Regions from separate parts of the Mus musculus genome. Here regions 1 and 2 are each linked to region 3. The links are chromatin contacts, called in public ChIA-PET and promoter capture Hi-C maps. All regions are on one chromosome and are shown on one strand. Each heading gives the region's core, a stretch centred on a gene start, on an enhancer-like site or on the middle of the called end of the contact. The rest is flanking DNA. Distances are from core to core; before and after follow the strand shown. Region 1 holds the start of Tbl3 (transducin (beta)-like 3). Region 2 holds the start of Meiob (meiosis specific with OB domains). Region 3 holds the start of BC003965 (cDNA sequence BC003965).

Region 1 (4,203 bases), core at 147-2,646, 480 kb after region 3:
CCCGAAACAGGGTTTTTCTGTGTAGCCTTGGCTGTGCTGAAACTTATGCTATAGACAAGGCCGACCCTGAATTCAGAGATCCACCTACCTCAGCTTACTGAGTGTAAATTAATTTTCTTTTTAAGATTTATTTATGTAACCAGTGTTCTGCCTGCATGTACGACTGCAGGACAGAAGAGGGCACTAGATCTCATTATGTATGTTTGTGAGTTACCATGTGTTTCCTGGAAATTGAACTCAGGATCTCTGGAGAAGCAGTCAGCACTCTTCACCACTGAGCCCTCTCCAGCCTGCAAGTTAATTTTAAAATTTATTTATAAAGTGCTCTATCTACATATACATCTGCATGCCAGAAAGGGACATTAGATCACATTATAAACAGCTGTCAGTCACCATGTGGTTGCTGGGAATTGAACTCAGGACCTCGGGAAGAGCAGCCAATGCTCTTAACCACTGAGCTATCTCTCCAGCCCTGCAAATTATTATTATTTTTTATTTATTATTTATTATTTTTATTTTTTTGGTTTTTCGAGACAGGGTTTCTCTGTATAGCCCTGGCTGTCCTGGAACTCACTTTGTAGACCAGGCTGGCCTCGAATTCAGAAATCCGCCTCCCTCTGCCTCCCGAGTGCTGGGATTAAAGGCGTGTGCCACCACGCCCGGCTACAAATTAATTTTTAATGAAAAGAAAACAAGCCGGAAGGACACGCCTTTAAATCCAGCAGTCGCGAAGTAGAAGTAAGCAGATCTTCAATAGAACGAGTTCTAGGACAACCAGTGCTTCAGAGAATCTGTATCTCGAAAAACACAAAAGGGAGTGGGGGGAGAGGGAGGGAAGGAGGAAAGGAGAGCGAGACAGACAGACAGTTACACACACACAAACACACATCGGGTTGGGGGCGGGGCACAGAGGCGAAAGTCCTGGACAAGATCTACAGAAGCATGTGATAGGGGAAGCTTTTTTTGTTTTGTTTTGTTTTGTTTTGTTTTTGTTTTTCGAGACAGGGTTTCTCTGTATAGCCCTGGCTGTCCTGGAGCTCACTTTGTAGACCAGGCTGGCCTCGATCTCCCCAGTGCTGAGATTAAAGGCGTGCGCCACCACGCCCGGCGATAGGGGAAGCTTTAAGCACCGCCGAGACACCAATCCGTTGTTGTAAAAGACATCTTGTCTAACAAAACCAAAAGAAAAAAAAAAAAAGGACAGGACAGTTAAGGAAAGGAAAGGAAAAAGGAAAGGAAAGGAAAACAGACCCAAATGAAAACAGTAAATAAGACGTTCTACTGCCAGCTGCCAGCATCCACACTGGATATGCCTTCGGCTCCCACTCCCAGTGGCAGCAGCCGGTCTCCCGGCGCGCATGTTGATGGCGTCAAGGAGTTGCGGCTCCTGACGTCATCACCGCGTGCCTTGAAGTACAGAGTAGCACACTGGCCGGTTCACGCGGGGAGAAAGGCTGCTGAACTTGGAGGCGCTGCCCTGGGACATGGCCGAGACTGCGGCGGGATTGTGCCGCTTCAAAGCCAAGTAAGTCCTCGGAGGAGGCGCGGACCCGAAGGGAAATGGGGAGGAACCGGAAAAGGGAGCCAGGAGTTTAGGAGGGGTGTTCATTGTGATAGCGGGGGCTCTGAGTCCTGAGCTCAGTCAGTTCCCCTGTGAACAGCTGCTGTTTAGTGCTAAGATAGGAAGAGGCTCTGCCTTTATTCATAGTGTGCAGTTTTCAGATAACTAATTTCCATCTGTCACTGAGTGGAATGGATTATGGCAAGGGAGCTCTTGCAAAGAAAAGCCTCGGTGCTGACAGCATCTCTGTTGATGGGTTAACTGGTTGCAGAGTCTCCGACGCTGCTTTTATTTTGATGGGCAGACTTCCACGGACTGGACTTAGGAGGTTGGAGGGCAGAGCATTTGAATTTGGAAAGCCCAGCCCAGCCCAAATAGAGGGCAGAAGCAAATGACCTGTTATAGTGCCTGGGCCAGGAGCAGTGACGCTGTGGTGTTGACTATTAAGAAAGATAGGCAAAGCTGGGCATGGTGGCTCACGCCTTAAATCCCAGCACTCGGGAGGCAGAGGCAGGCGGATTTCTGAGTTCGAGGCCAGCATGGTCTACAAAGTGAGTTCCAGGACAGCCAGGGCTACACAGAGAAACCCTGTCTCAAAAAGCAAACAAACAAAAAAGAAAAGAAAAGAAAGAAAGGAAGGCAGGCAAAAGTCCTTCTGGGCCAGGCAGGGTAATGTCACAAAAGCATGTGAGGTGTGAAAGAAGGGGAAGTTTAGGCACTGCAGAGACACCCCTCAGTTGTTTTAGAAGTCATTAGACAACAGAGATGAAAGCGCTGGTAAGAAACTCACTGAGGAGACTGCAATGGCCACCGCCATTACCTCCCAGAAAATTTCATCGGCTTGGACCAAAGCAGTAGAGGGAGTGGAAAAGAGGGCAGCTTTAGTCAGATCCCAGAAGTCACTGTTAGTCGGGAGAAACCAAATGACACTGAGGCTGGAGGAGTGGGGTGGCATGCTGGGCCTACTGGTCAAGACTTTGAGAGTATGTTACTATTCCTGGCCTCCCACAACTAGTAGAGAGCCCCCAAAAGACCTCAGTGCTGAAGCCTGGGCTGTTGGGCTTCCTTCACCTTGAGTCAGGCCCATCTCTTCAACCTGTCTGATGACCCCATGAGAGCCACTGGGGCATGCATCTCAGCCTCTCCATAATGTGAAACATCCTCCCACGGAGATGCTTGGTTTTCACCCCCGGGTTCCTGCTGCTGCCTGGGCGCTCAGCAAGGGCAAGCATTTGTCTCATCTCTGGGAGAGCACCCAGTGGTCTGGGGGCACTGGGGCAAGGACATTAGGCCATCACTCAGCATCCTGTTCTCTTCCCAGCTATGCTGTTGAGCGAAAGATTGAACCTTTCTACAAGGGTGGGAAAGCACAGGTAACTATCCCCAGGGGCATAGCGGGGGTGGGGGGTTTAGTGAGTACTGAGTAGTTCCTTGGCTGAGACCCCTTTTGTCCCTAGCTGGACCAGACTGGCCATTACCTCTTCTGTGTCTGTGGTACCAAAGTTAACATCCTGGATGTGGCCTCAGGGGCTTTGCTTCGGAGCCTGGAGCAGGTAAGGACAGACTTGGGCAGATGTGAGAGGCCCTGGGGGAGGGCAGCATATTCTTATGGTGTTCTCTATGCCCACTCTTCCTTTAGGAGGACCAAGAGGACATTACCTCCTTTGACCTCAGTCCTGATGATGAAGTATGATGGGTAGGGGCGGTGGGTAAGCTCTGGGACCTCCCTTCCACACTGAATGTATTATCCCTCATCTTTACTATCCCACACCCTTCCCCAGGTACTCGTAACAGCCAGCCGCGCACTGCTGCTGGCTCAGTGGGCCTGGCGGGAAGGCACTGTCACTCGCCTGTGGAAGGCGATACACACAGCTCCTGTGGCCTCCATGGCTTTTGATGCCACCTCTACACTGTTAGCCACAGGTAGGACCCCAGCTAGGTGGGTGTGCTGGGGGGATACTAAGGTAGGGTTCTGTACACCCTTAACCTCAAACACATCCCTACAGGCGGCTGTGATGGGGCTGTACGTGTTTGGGACATTGTGCAACATTACGGGACACACCACTTTCGAGGCTCACCTGGTGTGGTGCAGTGAGTAGGGTGGTGGAGGAAGGATGGGCGGGGGCACCACCCTTGGAAGTCCAGCTCATTTGTCTGTCCCTGCTTTCAGTTTGGTGGCCTTCCATCCAGACCCCACCCGCCTGCTGCTCTTCTCCTCAGCTGTGGACACCTCTATCCGCGTGTGGTCACTGCAGGACCGCTCATGTTTGGCTGTCCTGACTGCACACTATAGTGCTGTCACTTCTCTGTCCTTTAGTGAGGGTGGCCACACTATGCTCAGGTCAGTGGCTGGCTACTGGTGGGTGGATAGGAGAGGTCAGCCGGGCGGTGGTGGCACACACCTTTAATCCCAGCACTTGGGAGGCAAAGGCAGGTGGATTTCTGAGTTCAAGACCAGCCTGGTCTACAAAGTGAGTTCCAGGACAGCCAGAGCTATACAGAGAAACCTTGTCTCGAAAAAACAAAAAAAAAAAAAAAAAAGAAAGAAAGAAAGAGGAGGCCAAGGCTGAGACTGCAACAGAGGGACCTGCTTTTCCTCAGCTCTGGCCGTGACAAGATCTGCATAGTTTGGGACCTTCAGA
Region 2 (4,471 bases), core at 704-3,203, 380 kb after region 3:
TAGTAACTTTCTATGGTAGTACCTAGCACTGCTTTTGTCAAAAAAATAAATAAATAAAAATTTTAAACATAAAAATTTAGGGGGTGGTCAATAAGATGGCTCACTGAGTAAGGGCTCTTGCTACCAAGACTGGCAACCTGAATCTGATCACCAGAAATCACATGATGCAAGGAGAGAGTCCACTCCCAAAACTTGTCCTCTGACCTCTACACATCCATCGTGGCACCTGACATCTTTACATCATCATCATGTGCGGTATGTATAGTTTATATGCACATGTGTGTACATGAATGTACACAAAGGCCAGAGGAAGAAGCCAGTTCTATTTCTCTTTGCCTTATTTCTTTGAAACAGAGCCTCTCACTGAAACTAAAGCCAGACGGACTGAAGGCTAGCAAGTACCAGTGATCTCTTATCTCCAACCCCCACAAGTGCAGTCATGCCTCACTTTTATGTGGGTGCTAGGATCCAAATTCATCACATCTGCATCCCTTTGTTCTAAGCACTCATCCCTTGAGTCATCTTTCCATTCCCACTCAGTATTTTAACATGTTTCTGATTATTCCAACTGTGTGTCATTCTGGAAAAGGCAAAATCCTGGATATAATGAAAAGAACAGTGGTAACCAGGGGGTGTTATAGGTAGAAGTAAGGGGAAACAAGTGGGACATGAGGTCAGGGAAAGTAATCTGTAGGAATATATGTATTATATATGTTTTACTCATTTTATATAGATGTTTTAACATATATATAACATATTATATATGTATATATATTTTACATACTCTATCCTCCTGGATCCTATATGATATACATACATACTGCATGTAGGCTTCTGATATATCCTGTCCCTATCCTTGAGAACTGACAGGCTCCCTTCCTCCTTAAAACCTCTCTTCCAGCTAGATATGGTGACATATACCTGCAATCTCAGCATTTGGAAAGTGAAGGTAGGAGAATCAAGAGTTCAAGGCTAACCTCAGCTACATAGTGAATTTTTGAAGCCACCCTGGGCTACCTGAGACCCTGTCTCGAGAAGGGAGGGATGGAGGAAGGATTTGAAAGGAAAGAAAGAACCAGACAATTCCGGGAAGATGAAAAGGAAGGAGGAAAGGAGAAAGAAAGGAAGAGAAAGGTAAGCAGGGAGAGGAGAAAGAGAACATTTTTCTCCATTTCCTCTGATGCTTGGAGTGGTGCTGGCTTGTAATCCAAACACAGGAGGCAGAGGCAGGTGAATCACAAGTTCAAGGTTAACCTGAGCTACGTAGGGAGAGCCTGTTTCAACAAACAAACAAACAACTAAAAAGGCCTGTCTCTGGAATTTTGTTTGTTTTGTTTTTCGAAACAAGGATTCTCTGTGTTGCTCTGGCGGCCCTGGAACTCGCTGATTTGGAACTCCACGATCTGCCTGCCTTTGCCTCCCCTCTTGCATGCCTGGGGTTAAAGGAGTGCACCAACCACCCCTGCCTGCCTACGGGATTCATTCTTGTCCTGGGGAGCCTGACAGGGTGAGGATGTGGAGGGTAAGCAACTCCATGGGAGCCATCTGCCGGAATGGAACCTGACAGTACGGCTCTGACCTCGAGAGACACGCTGACCTGGGACACTAACAACCTGGGACCGTGACAGCGAGAAACCTGACAGGAAATGGACGGGCTGGGAGGGAGCTGACAGGAGTGGACAGGCAGGGTAGAACCTGACAAGAAGCAACCGGGCAGGGCAGAAGAGACACGAATGAGTGAGTCTTGACTGGAAGGGACCTGACAGACCGAGGGCCGCGCGCACCGCGGAGAACCTTGGGGACGTCGGCGCGTGCGACCCCGCGCGAGTTTCCCCTCAGCTCAGGCACCAGCTCTCAGAACCGGAGCGCGGTCCCGCGCCGCCGGCCGGATGCCGAAACAGGCAGTCTGGGTCGCGGCTCACCGGATACTTCCGGGCCCGCTAGGTGACCCACGGGGTTCCACCTGACGCCGGTCACGCTCTAGGCCTTCCCACAGCCCGGTGGGCGAACCGCCTGGAGTCCCCGACCGTTAGCTCGAGCCCCGCCCCCTCCGCCCCCTACTGACCGCGCCCCCACTGACTCCGCCCCCAGCGCTTGTGGACTCCGCCCCTATGGCCGCGGGTCTCACGCACGTGTTCACGGTTAGGGGAGAGGCACTACCCATTCCTTGGACTGGAGAACTTTGTTAAGGACTCAGGTGGTGGAGGCCAAGTCGGCCGTAGGTACTGACCCAGAAAAGCCAATTTCGGGGTCACTCGAAGACAGGAGCGGCGACCACGCACCGCACAGGAGCTAGTGAAAGGGGGAAGTCGCTAAGGAAGCAGGCTAGGCATTTGCCGCAGTTCTCTGGTTGGGATCCTGACTAGGGTCTCAGGCTGTCCCCACTGAGCAACCCTCATAAATGTCTTATAATTGCACACGTCTCCGAGAAAGCACAAAGTTACCTTAAGTGAAATATTCTTAATTTAGAGCAGAAAGTGAACTGAAGGAAGACACGGATATAAAAACCGATAGGGTTGTGGAAGAGGAAATGGCCAGATGCTCTTATTAAAGGAGTTTCCCTGGTTTTACCACATACCATATATATCAGGAGGTACACATATAATATTATGTAAAATAATACTATTTGAAAATACCACAGTATTATATAAAATAGATAATACTATTTGGGGGCAGGGACGTTAAGACGGGGTCTTATGATGTCGTTCTGGCCGTCCTGGAACTCACTATGTAGACCAGGCTGACCTTGAACTCTCAGAGGCCTCTGCCTTGGAAGTTCTGTGATTAAAGACATGAGCCATTATGCTGAGCTTAAAATAGATAATACTAATTTTTTTGTTGCTTTTGTTTTTTTAAGACAGGGTTTTCAGGAGGAGGTGGTGGTACATGCCTTTGATCTCAGCACTTGGGAGGCAGAAGCCGGTGGATCTCTGAGTTCAAGGCTAGCCTGGTCTACAGAGTGAGTTCCAGGACAGCCAGGGCTACACAGAGAAACCCTGACTCAAAACAACAAAAAAGACAGGGTTTCTCTGTGTAACAGCCCTTGTTGTCCTAGAACTTACTTTGTAAACCAGGCTGGTCTAGAACTTCAGAGATTGAAGTAGGAGAATCATGTGTTTCAGGATCATGAGTAGCTCAGCTCATGAAGACCTAAAAAAAAAGAAAAAAGGCCAAGTTGGACTATCTAGAACCTGTCTCAAACAAACAAAATTACTACCATATAAAAATCTTACTCTGACTTTCATTAATGAAGTACTTATTGAAATAAGTAAGTTAAGGTCCTATCACTAAATCTATTAAATTTGTCAACATTTAGTATTATTTAATTTTTTTTTCGGTTTCTCTGACAAATATTAAGCAGCCATATGTTAACATATATTACAAAAGAAAACTGCATGTAAGCCAGGAGTGATAGCACATGCCCTCAATCCCAGTTTTAAGGAGGCAGACGCAAGCAGATCTCTGAGTTTGAGGCCAATCTGGTCTACATAGAGAGTTCCAGACCACCCAGGCTACACAGTGAGACCCTGTCGAAAACTAAATTCAAATTTAAAAACACCATTAGTGCCTGGAGAGATAGCTCAGCCGTTAAGAACACTTGTTACAGAGGGCCCAAGTTCAATTCCAGGCACCCATATGGTAGCTCACAGCCATCCATAACTCTAGTTCCAGAGAATCCAAAGTCCTCTTCTGACTTCTGCTGGCACCAGGCATGCAGTGTGCATACATGCATGTGGAGAAAGCATTTACACACACACACACACACACAAAAACAAGAGTACAAAAACACCATTAGAGTCGTTTCCTTCCATCATCAAAATTAATTTTTATTTTTCATTTAAAAAATTCTCGGCCGGGCATGGTGGCACACGCCTTTAATCCCAGCACTCGGGATGGCAGAGGCAGGCGGATTTCTGAGTTCGAGGCCAGCCTGGTCTACAAAGTGAGCTCCAGGACAGCCAGGGCTATACAGAGAAACCCTGTCTCAAAAAAACAAAAAAAAAAAAAATCTCAAACGATAATGGAAGGCAGAATGAATGAAGTACTTCTCACCACTTCAAACTTAATAATAGAAAAATAACTTTAAGCAGAGTTAGTCTCCTGGGCCAGTGAAATGCCTCAGTGGGTAGAAACATTTGCTGTGCAAGTGTAGTCGTCTGAGTTGAATCGCTGGAGCCCACACGGTAGAAGTTGAGAACTGACTCTCGCAAGTCAAGTAGTCCTCTGACCTTCACACACATGCTGTGCGCGGTGCTGTAATATGTACACACATATACCATACATACATACATACATACACATACATGTAAAAATTCTTCCTATATTTGTTCCAGTTTCTCTCTTTTATTATTTATTTATGTATTGTTTTGTTTTGATTTTGAACCAGGTTTTCATGTAGCCTAGCCTGGCTTCAACTCACTATGTAACCTAGAATGACCTTGAACCTCTGATCCTTCTTCCACCTACTGTC
Region 3 (4,392 bases), core at 464-2,963:
TCAGGAGGCGGACGCAGCCTCTGCCTCTGAGTTCAAGGCCAGCCAGGGATACAGCCAGAATTCCAGGATGGCCAGGGCTACATAAAGAAACCTTGTCTTGAAAAATTAGAAAGGGGGAAGGAAAGAAAAAAAACGAGAAAGCAGAGGTGTAGTGAGTGTCCCCACTTATTCTGCTCACGAGTTCAAATGCCCACATCACTTCAGATAAGTTATCAGCCTGGCAGCACTGAGAACCCACTGCATGAAATGTAACATTTTTTTTTTTTTGCAAAAGCAATTCTATGTGAGCTGGAAACAGACCTCATTGGTAGGATAGCACAATAGACTCCTGAGTTCAATCACAACACTGTGAAAAAGACAGAAACAAACAAACAAAAAAAACCAACCCACTATATTATTGATGTTTTGTTTTGTTTGAGACAGGCCCTCCCTACGTAGCCCAAGCAGACCCCAAACTTAGGATCCTCCTGCCTCAGTTTCATAAGTGTTGAGATGACAAGCATACCCTACCACTTCTGTCAAGTTTTTAAGTTCTCATGTGGGAATGAAGAGCAGAAGAGAAAAAAAAAAAAAAAAAGATGGCAGCAGAAGCAGGAAGCAGGCTGATATCTAAGTCTACAGCAAGGCTGGTTTACATAGCCAGTTCTAGGCCTGCCAGAGCTAAATAGGGGGACTGTGTTTCAAAACAAAAAAACCAAAGCCTACTTGATGATGAAAGGGGAGGTGAGAAAATTGAGTTCATTAGACTTTACCAAATGTATTTTCCATTTGTTAGTTTTTAAAATAGCTTCAACTGATGTTGCACACATATAGGTAATTACACTTCAGCAGTTAGTCTGTCTCGGAAAGCGAATGAACTGCAGGTAACACCTCCACCAGATGAACGCTGGAAACATGATTAGGCTGTATGAACACATCATAACTCAAGAGCATAAGGTGCACCCAAAACCTTTTCTAGGAACCTCAAAAGTTCTATGGACGTAATCACTGGGCATTGGTGTTCGGCAAAGATCAGATTTCAAGCCTCCAACTTTGTGCTGTGTTCTTGTGTCTCAGCGCCAAGAGCGCCATCCAAGTCCTTTAAGCAACGAGGACATGCGCAGAACCAGTTCAGAAATCGTCAAATTCAACAACGAAAGGACGGCTGCCTAGTCCCTTCCTCAGCACGCACCCTGTTACGTTCTAGCCCCGTAGAGGGCCGGAGCTTCAAGCTCCTCCGGAGGACCTTCCGGCTCCTCCTCGTCCTCCTCTTCCAACACCTGCCTCAACCACAGGTCCATGCCGCTCTCCTCCCTCTGGTAGCACCATACAACCAGAGCCACGAGTGTGAGGGTGAGCGGCAGCACTTTCCACCAGGGCCGCTGCTGCGGCTTCCCCAGGGAATGCTCCACGGTCCAGCGGATCGGGGTGGCTTTGCTGCCGGAAAATTGGATCGGGAGGTTGGGGTCGTCGTCCTCCTCTTCCCTGTCTGCAGGCTGAGCTGGAGACCGGCCACGGGGCGGCGGATGCAAACTTCGCGAAGCCCAGCCCACGAGCCGCAGAGCCCGGACCGCTCTGGAAGAGAGACAGCAGTAAGCGTCCCGGAGCCACGGCCACCTCCCACCCTCACGCACCGGCACCTCACGGCTCTCACCCCGCAGCCCGTGAGCACAGGACACTGTTCATAGCGACCTCGACTCGCACGCTGAGGCGCACCGCGCTTTCGTCACTTCCGTCGCACAAAACCGGAAGCCGAACTTCACATCCAATTTCACGACTACAAAACGTGGGTCCAGCGGCGCAACGGAAATGATGCATTTCCTCTCGCTAGCTCTTCCGTCTCCGGCCTCGCCCTGATCACTATCTGGACGACTTACGGGTTTGTGTCGTTCTGGGTCCTTCCATTGAGACCTGATCCGGCGCGGCGGATTGAAAGTGAAGCAGACTCGGTTCTCCGAAGAGCTTGGCCCGAGGCTGTTTAGTGTGATGCCCAAGGACTTGAGAACCCGTGGCATCTGCTGGCTTCTTTCCAGGACCATCGTCCGGGAGGGACTTGGTCCCTGTTCTCCATGAGCGCATCTTCCAGTCTTAGCGCTCCATCCGAGCTCTCAGGCACGGAGGCGGGAAACCCTCGCGCCTTAAACGCCTCCCGGCCTGGCCGTCCCTTTGAAAAGGCTTGTAGAAACATCACCTCCACCTAGACTATCCCAGGTCCCCAGAATCCATTTGCCTTCAGGAAGAATGGAAATGGCTCTGTGTAGACCATAGGCTGACCAGATCTCGGACAGCCTACAGGGAGGCGATTCTGAAATTACACTCCCATAGCTAACGTGCACCTGGCCTTTTGATCTGGAAGCTGATTGAAGCTCTGCATCGTCAGAATCAGCCAGGCAACCTTGTAATCCCAATACTGTGGAGGCAGATAGAAGAGAATCACTGGTCCCAAGTACTACACAGCTTAACATCAACCCAATTTAAAATACAAAAAAAAAAAAAAAAAAAAGAGGATCAGCCCTAAAGGTGTCTGTCTTCTTAGTACCTGTGCTGTGTAGAAGCTAGAGTGAGTTATATTACACCTGGTCTTACCGCAGGGCTCAATAATGATTATCACTCCGATTTTATTCTTGATCTGTAAACCAGTGACATGAATAAAAACAAAAAAACACCTCTTCCTCTATCTCATGGGGCTGTGAGTTCCTTTCTGGGCAAGCAGAGTCCCCATGATTTATTTTGCTCAGGAGGGTGTCTGAGGGCACCACAGCATGCATGACAAGGGAGAAGTTAGGCAGGAAAAGGACCCTTCAGCCTTTGGCTGTTAGTGATGTAGATATTCCTGCTAGAGTGAGGGCCAGTCTTACACAGCACTCCAAGAAGGTAGAGGGTGCCCTCACTAGGCAGCATAGAGGGGAGACACACAACTCACAGTGCAGCAACCTGGCTCCTGAAGACATGAAGTTCAGCTACAAAAACCCAGCCCAACTGTCCTGTCTTCACTTGAAACTCCTCTGCTGGGGGACTGGACTTGAACTTCTCCCCATGCAGGGAAATAGGGGTCTGATATCAATTGGATCCAGAAGCTTGGGGGGGAAATTTACACCTGTTGCAACTGCAGGATTTGGGAGCAGCCTGCAAACTCACTTGCCTTGTTCCCTGCAGGTGGTTTTGCCCGCTCTTTGCTCAAGGTCTCCCACCTGGGGAAGCACACTCTGTCATCCTGAAGGTGACCATAGCTTTTGGATGTTTACTGCTTTGTGGGAAAGAAAGGGTCCTGGGAAATGCCCTTACTCTGAGCTGTAATCTAGCCCAGGATGGAACAAAATCAGGAGCCTCCTGTGACCGGGAGCCACTTACTAACGGGAAAAGCCTCACACTCCACTCTGTTCTTCCTCAAGGCACTCTCACTGAGTTAGAGCAGGAGCAATGATAGAGATGTCGGGAGCCCAGCAACACCTGTGAGGTTCCCCCCGCCCCATACACTAAGAGGCCCAACCCAGGACCCTGACTAAGAGCTGCTGTGTCAACAGAGGCACCTGTCTACCAAGGTCCTCCTCCCTGGGCCCCACCCCACCTGTTCCATCACAGAACCCCACACTGCTACACCAGTTTCCTAGCAAGGACCTCACAGCACCTAGGCCCTTAACTATAGGGAACATGCAAACCAGGGTGAGCTTTCAGAAGGAAATGGAGCTTAAGGGCCCTAAGGTGTAACGGGAATCAGGCTTCCTGGATTGGATACTGTAGGAGAGCCAGGCTCAAGCTGCACAGGATAGCCCATGGGACCAGACAAGGAGGTACAGCAAGAGTTAAGAGTTTCATCCTTGGGTGGGCTAGCCTCTGACAATGACCAATGAGCCCATCTCAGTCTCAGTGACTGTCTCAGATCAGAGGCAGAAAGAGACATTTTAGGGCTGGCAAGACAGGTGGTTCAATCTGTGAAGTGCTCACCATGCAAGCATGAGGCCCTGAGCTGGAGCCTTACCAGACACATAAGAAGCTCTATGTATGTTTGTAATTCCAGCTCTGGGGATGCAGAAAAGAGGGATCTGTGGAGCTCTCTCATTACCCAGTATGGCTTAACTGCCAAGTCCCAGGTCCCAGTAAGAGACCCTCGCTCAGAAACAAGCTAAGTGGCTCCTAAGGAACATAACCTCTAGACTCCTTGCACCTGCACACATGGGACCTACACACATGCACACACACGCACACACGCACATACACGCTCGGGAGCACACACACACACATGCACACACACATATGCACACACATGCACACACACATGCGCGCACACACCCCAATCACATATCTTCCTGGGGCTGGCATTGCTGTACTGGAGTGAACAGTGTTCCCATGCCTGAAAACAAGATTGGAACCTTGCTTAGTTGCAAATGAAATGGTTTACAAAGATGTCATACT

Evidence for each region. Promoter capture Hi-C pulls out the DNA fragments that hold promoters and counts their contacts. ChIA-PET counts read pairs in DNA pulled down with a chosen protein or histone mark.
Region 1: an RNA polymerase II ChIA-PET map of memory CD8 T cells shows a contact between it and region 3, with 57 read pairs. The contact joins the promoter of Tbl3 here to the promoter of BC003965 in region 3. A contact is called at or near these places in 1 of 484 Hi-C or Micro-C datasets (CD4 T cells), 4 of 115 datasets of contacts at active chromatin or transcription factors (craniofacial prominence, fibro-adipogenic progenitors, memory CD8 T cells and 1 more) and 2 of 9 other capture datasets (adipose tissue and liver).
Region 2: a contact with region 3 is called in a promoter capture Hi-C map of embryonic stem cells. The contact joins the promoter of Meiob here to the promoter of BC003965 in region 3. A contact is called at or near these places in 2 of 39 promoter capture datasets (embryonic stem cells and hematopoietic stem and progenitor cells) and 3 of 115 datasets of contacts at active chromatin or transcription factors (bone marrow-derived macrophages, embryonic stem cells and memory CD8 T cells).

Annotation. Positions count from the first base shown.
Region 1 is chr17:24,704,846-24,709,048 of GRCm38.p6, reverse strand. Tbl3 (transducin (beta)-like 3) reads left to right here and starts at 1,396. Exons shown (of 22, transcript NM_145396.4): 1 at 1,396-1,525; 2 at 2,883-2,934; 3 at 3,019-3,114; 4 at 3,201-3,248; 5 at 3,343-3,484; 6 at 3,568-3,652; 7 at 3,732-3,902; 8 at 4,163-4,203. The coding sequence starts at 1,485.
Region 2 is chr17:24,801,864-24,806,334 of GRCm38.p6, reverse strand. Meiob (meiosis specific with OB domains) reads right to left here and starts at 1,953. Exons shown (of 14, transcript NM_029197.1): 1 at 1,923-1,953.
Region 3 is chr17:25,181,882-25,186,273 of GRCm38.p6, reverse strand. BC003965 (cDNA sequence BC003965) reads right to left here and starts at 1,713. Exons shown (of 2, transcript NM_183150.2): 1 at 1,634-1,713; 2 at 1-1,554. The coding sequence starts at 1,665. The coding sequence ends at 1,176.